Regions from separate parts of the Sus scrofa genome. Here region 2 is linked to region 1. The links are chromatin contacts, called in public Hi-C maps. All regions are on one chromosome and are shown on one strand. The core of a region is the stretch at or near the end of the contact, and the rest is flanking DNA. Distances in the headings are between cores, read along the strand shown. Region 1 has its middle 290 kb from the start of MARCKS. Region 2 has its middle 48 kb from the start of MARCKS.

What was found. Hi-C and Micro-C count contacts between places; a contact is called where the count stands out from the background.
Region 2: a contact with region 1 is called in a Hi-C map of retroperitoneal adipose tissue, with 1.8 times the contacts expected there. The contact joins two enhancer-like sites. A contact is called at or near these places in 3 of 47 Hi-C or Micro-C datasets (alveolar macrophages, embryonic fibroblasts and retroperitoneal adipose tissue).

Annotation. Positions count from the first base shown.
Region 1 is chr1:79,496,087-79,502,053 of Sscrofa11.1, forward strand. No RefSeq gene overlaps it. Among named protein-coding and RNA genes, the nearest start is that of MARCKS, 290 kb to the right of the region's middle. Within about 2 kb of position 2,990, at least 52 of the 83 cell types and tissues checked have an H3K27ac peak or open chromatin away from gene starts, as enhancers often do. A contact at or near this core is called in retroperitoneal adipose tissue, where this site is marked.
Region 2 is chr1:79,834,576-79,840,542 of Sscrofa11.1, forward strand. No RefSeq gene overlaps it. Among named protein-coding and RNA genes, the nearest start is that of MARCKS, 48 kb to the left of the region's middle. Within about 2 kb of position 2,531, at least 11 of the 83 cell types and tissues checked have an H3K27ac peak or open chromatin away from gene starts, as enhancers often do. A contact at or near this core is called in retroperitoneal adipose tissue, where this site is marked.

The sequences.
Region 1 (5,967 bases), core at 1,740-4,239:
TATTTCTCCACAGGCCAGAACTATAATCACCCCCAAGGACTCACACAAAAACTATATTGTCTTAGAGCTCTATTTAAAGTGTAGTCTTTTATTATTGCAGTTGTCTGCTTTCTCCTTTAAATCTTTCATTCTCCCTACCTTAAGGTTATTATTGCTGAATTTTCAAATCTCAGAATCAGGACACATGCTCTAATGTGTTTATCTGAATACATTTGCACATAACGATTACTTATTGAGTATTACTTCAAAATGACCCATTTAGAAAAGTCTCAAACTGGTTTGAATCCTCACATACATGTGTACATACTCCATTGCCATTCATGGTGGTGCATGGCAATGGAAAAATAGGATGGAATTATTAAAATCAGGATTGCCCTTGATTGGTGATGGGCTAGAGATAAAGGGCTATTTTGACACCATAGTTATAGCAAACAAAAGAAAATTAGAAAAGTTAGAATAGGTGAGGAAATGAGAATTACTGTCTTGAGAACACTATAGAAAATGGTTTCTTCAGAAGCAACAGCTGACAAAACTCCCCAGGCGAATAATATAAAGCCATTTTGTTTAAGGATGAATTTACCTGTGACCAGGGCACAGCCTAGGACACAGCAATTGAGGCAACTAGGATGTAACATATAAGGAAATACTCACTCTAAACTTACTCTCATGTCGACCCAAGTATCTCCTTAAATCTTACATCCTAGGTGCCTCCTTCTCCCCAGTCCTGGGCCTGCCTCTCCTATCCCTCAGCAGTTACTGAGAATCATGACGTTACAATGCTATATAATAATTAACATGCATTATTATTTTTCTGAATCAGTGAAACATTAAATACTGCAATAATCCCATCAAATAAGACTGGGGAATTAATATTTAAAAGTTTTAAATAATTTAAAATTTAAGCAGTTCCTATTGTGGCTCAGAGAGTTAAGAACCTAACTAGTATCCATGATATGGGTTCTATCCTTGGCCTTGCTCAGTGGGTTAAGGATCCTGCATTGCCACAAGGTCCAGCATAGGTCGCAGATGTCGTTTGGGTCTGGTATTGCTGTGGTGTAGGCTGGCTACTGCAACTCTGATTCAACTCCTAGCCTTGGAACTTCTATATGCCACAGCCAGGCCCTAAAAAATAAAATTTAAGTTTTGGCATACAGAGTGTGGAGCTTAAGTTCTCTGCAATGAGCATTCCACCTGAATACCTCACCCCCAATTCTGCTGTTTGACTCCCAGACTCCCACTGAGTTCCTGTACTATTCGTACCTGCCACCTTCCTTCCCTCTCTGATTGATCCAGAGCCATCACCTGACACAGACCAAAGCTAGACCCATCAAAATATAGCTTCAGAGAATTTGAAATTTAGATACAAAGGCTGGCACAGGGGACTATATCCAATTTCTTGAGATAGAACATGATGGAAGATAATACGAGAAAAAGAATGGATGTGTGACTGGGTCACTTTGCTGTACAACAGAAATTGGCACAGTGTTGTAGATCAACCACAGTTTTTAAAAATTAAAAAAAATAAAAGATACAGAGGCTGGAGGTCATCAGAATGTGGGTATAATTATCAGCAAGGAAGTACACATCTCCTACAGTCCGGGAGCTGGTCCTGCCTTTCTAGGCTTGGCTGTTCACCATGTAGAGTCCGTTTGACTGCCCAGCACCTTTCCAGTAAATCTCCCTTTTGAGATGAACTTTACCATTAATTTGTAACTTGTTCCTTGTAACTCCCAAAGCTGAAAGAAACACAGACCCTTCTCTGTGGTGGGAAGTGTGCTAGGTGCTAGAGTACTAAGGACAAACCTAACACAATATCCACTTTGACAATCTCACCAAGCATCAATGGTAAATGTGGTATTGCTCCCACTTTTCTGAATATTCCATAATTAATATATATGAGTCCCTGTCTTTTTTCCAACAAAGAATCCCCTTAGTGTTGAGCCTGGAAATTCTAGGAAGACATAAAACCATGCGGTTTTGTGTATTAAACATAGGACTTTCAGGCTATATTAATCTTCCAGTTAAATGTTTCATTTAAGATACCATTTGATCCTAGTAAATTTTAAATATTAATTACAGAAATTCTGGAGAAAAAAATACTTTTTAGAGAAAAAAGTTTATTTTAGATAAAACATTTTGGAGAAAAAAAAATGTCATAGCCATAAGGTTCACAAATAATTAACAAGGAAGGCAGGAACGTATGTTACAAGTAAAACTAATATTAAGCAGGATTTCTTTTTCACACTTTGAAAAATACATTTTTCTGTAAACAAGCAAAATCTTAGCAGCTGGAAACCTGTTATGTGTTTAATTAAATGGCCCACACATGTGTTTATCATACACCACTAGGCTGCCTGTGACTGGGATCCCTGGGGTGTATGGTCAGTCTTTTGCTTCACTGAACTCCAGGCTAGAGGTCATGGGAAAGGGGGTTCTTGTTTGAGTTTTCTCCCTTGCAGTTCCACAGTTCCTCCACCAACTACTGGCATATAAACAAACCCATGTTCAAAAGGTTATGGACTCTGCTGACCTAACCCACCCTGAAGTGCCAGACCCGGCCACACGCCCTCTGCACTAGACTAGCTTGTCCAGCTCATCCAGGCAGCCCCTCTCCCCCAGGCCAGGTTCATCTGATGGATTTGCCTTTTGCTCTCTTCCTCCCCTGGGGAGAGAGATTCTCAGCCGAGACTGGGGCCAAGGGGACCAGTGAGGCTGAGATGCTGATTCTCCCCCGGAGGAGCTGAAGTTCTCCAGATGGCAGCAAGCGCTCGTCATGCAAATTCTTGGCAGCAGGGAGCCTGTCAAGTGGCTACTGCTGCTTATTGTTACCGCCACTCCCCCACCCCCTGCACACAGACGCAGAAATACCATCTGTCTCCTGTGGGGCTCAGGGGGACTTGGAAAGTCCCGGAGTCGATGCCGCTTAGCAGTCCTGCGCTGTGCGTGCAGCCCCAAACAGGAGTTGCCTCAAGATGGCATTCAGTCTCGAGGATCCCTGAGCCAGGGAGCTCTACCCCGGCCGGCCGGCAATCTCCCTCCTTCCTGGCCGGGCCCCCGCCTGGCTGCATCAAGGCAGTTTGCTAGCGGATTTCTCATCCGATGTTGATGAAACAGAAATACCAAAATCGGTTCTATTTATCCCCTCCGATTCTGGGAAGAAGATAGAGTAAGTTAGCAACACGTCTGTATCCCTAAGTGAGAGAAGGAATAGCGGAAAGCACACCCCGGAAATGAAAAACCCAGGAAGTGTAAAGGATGCCTAGAACATCGAAATGATTTCTTGCTTGCTTTCCCTCCTCTCTCACAACATCCTAACTTCTGACTAACCAAGATCTCTCCCTAAATGTAAAAGTTTTATGTATAAATAAATGAATGCTGTCAATCAAAGATTCTAAGCTCTAGAAAAATCTCAAAATTTTGTCCATCATTTGCGTCCTGGAACCACTGCAGTCATTCAATAACTTTTCTAATTATCATTGTTGAAATTTTTTTGGTCATATATATAAATACAAATGAAAGCATAATAATAAAGTTCCACATCATTTCTGCATCCCTCATGTTGTCTTTTTCATCCCAGAAGTATGGGAGTGAGTTATTAATATGCCTAAATTCAGAGGAGACTATCGTCCTCTATCCGTGCAAAAGTCCTCTTTTACTATATTTTAAACCTTTAGTAATAATCCCCTATAGACATAGACTTCCACAAAGAACATGTACTCTCCACTTTCTAATCTACCTTCCATATATTTCCTTAGAAGAACATCCTTAAAAAAATTCGCTGTTTTGTACTTACGTACTTTTAAAAAATTATATATATTGAACTATAAATTGTATCATTCCTGACTTATTCACCAGTATTATGCTTTTAGATCTATCTCTATTGCTAATCTTCCTCACAAAGGATGTCAATTTCCCATAAAAAGCCCCATTCTGTCCTGACTAGGAAAATGACTAGTAAAGTGACTTTTCCTGGTGATAAGTTTGAGAACGGCTGGCATGCTCTGCTCTGTTCTGCCTGCCTCCTCAGCAGTCCTGGCTGCCTGCAGGGAGTCCAATTTGTCTTCTGCTCTGGTTTTCTCTCAGTTGGGCCCCTTTTCTTCTCCATTAAACTGTATTTTCTAATGCTACACTATCCGGCAATAAAAGCATTATTTAGATTTGCATCTGTTCTTCCTTTTATTACTCCAATTGTTCAGAATCCAAGAAAGGAAGAGGCTCATTCCTTATCAGGGGCATCCTCGAAGACCCCAATAGCTTTGGTAAACCTAGGTTTCATGGTTTGCATTTTCACGTGAAACTTCCATATTCCTCTGGTGATAAAACACTTGCAGTTGCCTCCCGTTCTTTTGCTAATATAACACTAATAAACAGATTTTCCTATGATTATGGGGAGATTTCTCTGGGGCATACACCAGGGGTAGGATTGTTGGATCACAGTTACGTGAATATTTAATTTTACTATAATAGTAGGAAATTACTGCCTGAAGTGACTACACCATCTTACTTCCACCAGTAGTCAATATTATGAGGCTTTCTAATTTTTGTCAGCCTGATAAGGATAACTCATGATTGTTTAAATTAGTAAGTATATGCTATTAACTATTTGATCTCCATCCCCATGCTTTCATGAACTCCTATTCATGTTTCATTCGTGTGGTATTAGGTAAAAAGACTTGCTTATTTTTAGGAAATAATACATGCAGTGTGTGTGCATGTGTGTGCATGTGAGATGGATGTAATATAATTATCATTTGTTGACTTTCATGTTATAAATTTCTTCTAACCTATATCTGCTGGCTAACTTTGCTTATGGAACCTTTTGTTAAAAAGAATGTTTGTATTTAGATATTGCCAAATATATCAACATTTCCTCTCCTCACTTGTGCTCTGGGCTATGGTTGGGGTTTCCTCTAAATGAGGTCATGAAGTTAAATTCCTATATTTTCTTTAATAAAAGCATTAGGTTTTTGCCTTTCAAATTTAGGCCATTAATCCACTTAAAGCAGATTATTTTCTTTTCATTTCACTTCTTTTCTTCTCACAGTATGAAGGATGAATTTTGAATTTTTCTTCATGTCATGACCTAATTTTTCTATTGCTTATACTAAAGCATCTTTCTCTTCCTTGCTAATTTACATATTTTTTTTCCTCCTCTTTCTGGACTCTATTCCATTTCATTATCTACTTATATTTTCCTATGCTAGCACTACATTTCTCCGAGTTTTTTTTAAAGTTATTTTAGTACATGTTTAACAATAGTTTTGCAATATGCCTTAAATTTTGCTTAGACAAGTCCTTCCTTGGCTTCATTTTAATAATTATTTTAAATATGAAAAAAAAAAGGAGTTCCCGTAGTTGCTCAGCAGTTAGCGAACCTGACTAGCATGCATGAGGATACAGGTTCAATCCCTGGCCTCGCTCAGTGTGTTAAGGATCTGGCGTTTCAATGAGCTGTGGTATAGGTCCCAGAAGCATCTCGGATCCTGCATTGTTATGGCTGTGGCGTAGGCCAGTGACTGCAGTTTCAGTTGGACCCCTAGCCTGGGACCCTCCATATGCTGTGGATCTGGGCCTAAAAGACTAAATAAATAAATATGCAGGGAACTTTATCTTTCTACACATATTTTAAAATCAATTTTTAAAGCTACTCAAAAATCCTCCTGGGATTTTGATCTAATTAGAGATAATTTATAGATTGTTATGAAATTTTGTAATATATATTTTGTGATATATATTTTTAATGGTATTTTCTGTCACTATATACTTAAAGATATTAAGTATATCTTTCCATTTATTCAAGTCTTGTCTTTTTATTAGGTTAATAATGTATTGATTCTCTTGAATTTTCTGATATGTGTAAATAAGTCCATTTTTTGTCTCCCTTCTGTAGTACTTACTCATTCTTTCTTTTCCTTATTTGGCCAGAAGCTACCATAAAGTTTTGCCAGCAGGACTGAAGATGAACAT
Region 2 (5,967 bases), core at 1,281-3,780, 340 kb after region 1:
CACACATCTTTGGGATAGATGAGAAATGAGACTATGAAAATGGTCACTAGAACATCTTTTAACCTGAATATTCACAGCAGAACTCCTATGCTTTAGGGATAGAATGATGTTACCTGTTCCCCAAGTTTAGCAAATGGAGAGATGAGCTTTTGGCTCCTCATGTGAGTCAATAGTTGTCTCTCCCAGAAGACTCCTGAGCCTTTATGTCAATAGAAGTACATCCAAAATGCCCTGGGGAACCCATTCTTCTTACTTGTACTCAGAACAGGCCTGGGATATCATCATTTACCCCCGTATACATGTAAAATAGCAATCATGAAGAGTAAAAATTGATCTCAAAATTTCCTTCCACCGCATAATCTCTAAGTAAATCACAGGAAGCGATGTTTTCCTCCAGCATTAGACCATAGCTCTATGGGTAGAGCAACATCTGAAGGGTCAGCCTTCTGTTGGAAGCTCAGTCCAAATAACTTGCCATTGAGAGAACTAGAGGGCACAATTACCAGCTCTTACCTCAGTGGGTGAATTTGGATAATTTAAACACACATTTTATGAGACTCTAATGAAATCAAATATAGGCATTTGAAGTTGTTGTTGCAGCTGTTATACTTAAATAATCACAACAGTGAACTCTTCAGTTTTCAACCTTGTGAGCCAACCACTGGGCAATAGTTATTATGACTTCTAGAAAGAATGCTTTCCGCTTCAAGCACGCAATCAAAAATAGAAGAGCAGCAGGAGAGAAATAATAGGATATATCTTAAATTGTCTTAAATTTCCATTGTAACGTCTACTACTTTGAAAAAGCACTGCCCTGACCAACAACTATGCAACAAAGCCTTCTACCACAAAGAGCTCACTGGATTCCCCACGGATCATTTCAGGACACTCTCCTTAAAAGACACATTTCAGAGTTCCCGTCGTGGCACAGTGGTTAATGAATCCGACTAGGAACCATGAGGTTGTGGGTTCAATCCCTGGCCTTGCTCAGTGGGTTGGGGATCCGGCATTGCCATGGGCTGTGGTGTAGTTTGCAGACGTGGCTCCAATCCTGTGTTGCTGTGGCTCTGGCATAGGCTGGCGGCTACAGCTCCGATTCGACCCCTAGTCTGCAAACTTTCATATGCCGCAAGTGCGGCCCTAGAAAAGGCAAAAAGACCAAAAAAAAAAAAAAAAAAAAAGACACATTTCTACCAGTGTAAGAATCCAGTTGTGCGTCTAGAGACCCCTGCGTGATATCTAGGACTAACCCTTACCAGGTGATTTTTTCTAGGGGAAAAAAAAATCATCACGTTAGAGTATCAAGTGGAAAAAAAGTGTAAAGGAAAATGTTAAGACAGATGGGCTCAAGTTGGGCCCTCTCTGCGGCATGTGCAATGAGCCTACAGAGCAATCATGGTGCTGCATCATGTTTAAGTCGAGAAACAGTGGGTGAACTCCCTGGGATACAAAGTTGCCTTTTTAATTTGGCCAGCCACTCATTCCCTTTGCGCTCCTATCCTGGGTCCAGGATTGTAGAAACGTGTTCCCACCTTTGCTTCTAGGGCCACAAAGGCAGCAGGTGAGCTCATGTGGCTGGTATGACGTGGCCCAGAGTAGAAAGTGCCAGAGAAGATAGTAAGTATCAGGTGAGAGTAGCTGAATCCACTTAAAAGTCCTTAGGAGAGGTAGGTTGGGGGGGGGGTTTAATCTGAGCACTTGACCTCCCCACTCCCACTTTTTTGTTTATGAAATCTGCTTACTTGGAGTTCTGGAAAATATGAACCAAATCAAGTCCAAAAATAAAAGTATTACCTTTTGTTAGGAGTGGGAAATACCACCCAAGAGGGAAGGAATCTCTATTTCTTCAAAGACTGAGCTATTGACCTTTTTAGATTCTTGATTTATGCTTTCTTTTCTAATATCTAAGCTCATTAATCTTTGGGTACCAAGGAATACTATGTGATAAGGCCATGCTGATGGTCTTTCATACTTTAAAGCTCCTAACACTGCCTCTAGAAAAGCTAAATGTAGAATAAAACAGTCCGGGAGAAAGTTCTAGTATCCATTGTTCTGCCAATGTAACATCATGCAGAAAGCTGATAGTTCAAGTTCATAAAGTAAAAGTGTACTGAAGAATTGAATCAAAAAAAAAAATCAGTAGATTCTGTTCAGGAAATGGCTTTTTATTTTTATTTTTTTAAAAAAGGAAACTCATGGAATACATCTAAAAATTTGCAAAAAGTATTCTGAGCAGATCACAAAAGTTCTTTTAGGAACTCTCACTCTGCTCCTCCCCTCCCGCCAGGCAGCTCCCCAGGAAAGTAACTCTTGGTGTTGATCTTGTGATTAGAGGGATATTCATTGTTTAATGATCCTGACAGATCTGGTGAGAGTTGTGTAGCCCAGCGGAGTCCTCCACACTGCAATGTGAGGCAGGTGGGGGTGGCCCAGGATCTGGAAGCTCTGACATAATTCTGCACATTCACAGGACTGCCCTTCACCCCTTTTCTCCTCCCAAACAAATGACCTCGCTCAGATCCTGTTTGCGCTTTACTTACTTCCTGCACTGAAGCAGTTTGCCCGTGAGCTTAGCCGTGGATCCCTTTGGAGTTGCCTAGCTGGCGTTTCCTCCTTCTTGTCCTTTTCTCTTGTGCATTTGTTTTCTCAGAGGGGCCCTGGCTCCGGGGACTGAATTACAGGAAACTGACCGAGGCATTCTCTTCCCTCCATTCCTAGAGAGTTAGAAAGCCTGGGAACAGGTTTGGCAAGAATGTCCCTCCTACCCTCAACCCTGATCGCTTCCAGTGCTGCCCACTTCCTCCCACTTACAAGCAGAAAACCTGCATTTATTGCTCTCCAGGCACTTCAGATTCACCCACGTCCCACCAGGCCAGAGGGTGTCCCCAGAATCCTTGTTTCAGAAAGAGGGACACAAAAATTGAAGAAGAGGGAGTTCCCGTCATGGTGCAGCGGAAACCATTCTGACTAGGAACTATCAGGTTGTGGATTTAATCCCTGGCCTCACTCAGTGGGTTAAGGATCCAGTGTTGCTGTGAGCTGTGGTGTAGGTTGCAGACACAGCTCTGATCTGGCATTGCTGTTGCTGTGGCTGTGGTGTAGGCCGGCAGCTACAGTTCTGATTAGACCCATAGCCTGGGAACCTGCTTATGCCGAGGGTGCGGCCCTGAAAAGACAAAACACACACACACACACACACACACACACACAAAATTGAAGAAGAGGCCTCCCCAGGAGTCCCCAGGTCCAGGCTTCTCTTCCAACTGTCCCTGCTTGGGATGGGCCTGCCAGCCCCCTCCTCTGACTTTGAGCTTCCTTCCTGCCTGTGCTTTGTTTATCAGAGACACCAAGTTCCCACTGGGAAGCCTGAAAGAGTAACCAGGAGTTCTAGCTCTTTTTCTCTGTCGTGTTTCTCAATGTCATCTCCTTTCTTTCTCAAAGACAACTGGGTGTTTGTTACTGATTTTCTTGGAATGAGGTCAGTGGACTTTGTTTTCCCTAAGAATGTTTGTGCTACAGGGGCATGAGTAGCAGGGCAGAAGGACAAAAGGAATGAGCGCAGGTCCCCTGGCACTGGGGTCCCTCCAAACTTAGCTTCACCCAAACATGCCAGAACCACTTTCTTCCTGGCTTTTCACATCATAGGGCCCATGGTAAGTCTTTAAGTTTTAAGTAAAATTATCTTTAAAGAAATAAAGAGTTTCAAACGCTGAACTAAAGGAAAGAACAGTTCACTGAGCACTTAGCCTAAAACAGGAGTGAAAAGGCAGAAGGTTCAAAGTTATTTGATAGCTATTGTGTATCCTACCTGCTAACAACCTTATACTGGCTCACACCAAACCTTAATCAAGCCTCTAATCTCATTTTAAAGGGGTCATTAGGTTCAAAACCATGCCCTTCAGGGTCCCCATCCAACTCCTAAGCATCTGAAAATTTAAACATCTCTCCAAAGCAAGGAGACCAGGAGTTTCCAGCCCCCACTTTATGTGATATCTAAATGATGACAGTAAATGAATGAGTTATGTTCAATATCCCACATAGATGAGTTTGGGCTTCCTCACAACATGGCAGCCTCAGATAGTCAGGCTACTTATAGAGAAGCTGAAGTTTTCAAAAGCAAGTACTCCCACAAGCAAGTTGGAAATTTTTTTTATGGCCACACCCACAGCATATGGAGGTTCCCAGGCTAGGGGCTGAATTGGAGCTATAGCTGCCAGCCTACGCCACAGCCACAGCAACACAGGATCCAAGCTGCGTCTGTGACCTACACCACAGCTCATGGTAATGCTGGATCCTTAACCCACTGAGCTAGGGCAGGGATTGAACCCGTATCCTCATGGATACTAGTTGGATTATTTCCGCTGTATGGGAACTCCCATCATTGCCTTTGTTGAACTTGCCTTGGAAGTTACATAGCATCACAATCAGAAAAGCCTGCCCAGTTTTAGATGTCACCTCATGAGAAGAGTGTAAATGGGTTGTGGCCATATTAAATAATATTGACTGATCATCCCTTTTGTCTTGCAGTTAAGTTTTTGTCACTCTGATCTTTCCCAATTCTTCTGACTGGTCTGTCTTAAGTGTCTACATTCCACACCTCCAATAAAGGTATTTTGCACATTAAAAATTTTAGCAGGTAAGGTAGCTGGTCTCCAAAGGTGGTCCCCTAAGTAACCACCCCTCCCATTTTTTGCTCCTATGCAGCCCCTCCCACACTGAATCTGGGTTGGCACTGTAGAAGAAGTGATTCCATGCTATTTCCAAGATGCCTTGCTGGTTCTACCAGGGTCTTTTGAAATGCTCCTTCTGGGACAAGTCAGCCACCACAGAAGAAGTCTAACCTGAGACTGCCATGCTTTGAGGAAGTCCCATGTAGTCACATGGAGGAAACACATGAAGAGGGCAAAATGCTTGGCAAGCCCCTACAGATTTCAGCCATCCCAACCTGGATGGCCGGACGCATGAGGACACCAACTTGGATGTCCAGCCTGGTTGAGCCTTCAGATGACTCCAGCCCATCTGACTGAAAACAACCAAGAATCATCTGGCTGAGTCTAGTTTTGAGAGCTAACAATAACTTGTTACTTTAAGCCACTGAGTTTGAGATGGCTTGTTACAGAGCAACAGAACACTGGGTTCTATCAGCTCTACCTCAGAATGTCTCTTCAGTCTGATTTTCTTAGGCAGGCCTTAACATATATTTGCTGAGTCAAAGCTTGCTGTCTGGTCAGAGCAAAGACTCATGCCTTTAAAGAAACTGTTCTGGGACATGATACCAAACATACTCACAAGGAGCCAAAAATACAGGTCCATACAGAAAAGCACCATGAGAACTTAGGAAAGAAAGGGAGAGAGTTATTCGAGCCTGGAGCAGGTGGGCCTGAAAAGGAGGTAGTGTTGAATTGGAAATTGTGGCTTTGTTTTGTAGCAATAGGGAGTTACTAAAGGTTTATGAGCAGATACATGATGTGATTTAAAAAAATGTTTCATGAAAATTGGTCGGAGAGTGACATACAATTGCATTTGACAGGACACTAGACAGGAGGGGTCAGTTAAGGTGGGGAGGCCAATAAAGAACTAACATGACCATCCAGGGCAGAACAATGAACATTTGAACTTACCTGTGGCAGTGAGAAAGGGGTAAAAAAAGTATTCTAAAGGACATTCCAGAGGTTGATACGACCCTGAAACACTATGTATTTCATACACATATCATATGTGTAGTCATAAAATTATGACACCAATTCTCCCATTCTTGCACAAATGAAAACAAAATACATAAATCCAAAACTTTCACTTTTGAATAAATGTGGCATTTAAAAGTAAGTACCTTTAAAAAAATAGTTTATGTTCTGAAAAAAAAAGAAAAAATACATTAAATCCATAACTTTATGTGTCATCAGAGATTACCCTTCTGAACATTTTTAGCCAACAATTCCAGCATATTCACACTGATTTACAATTTTT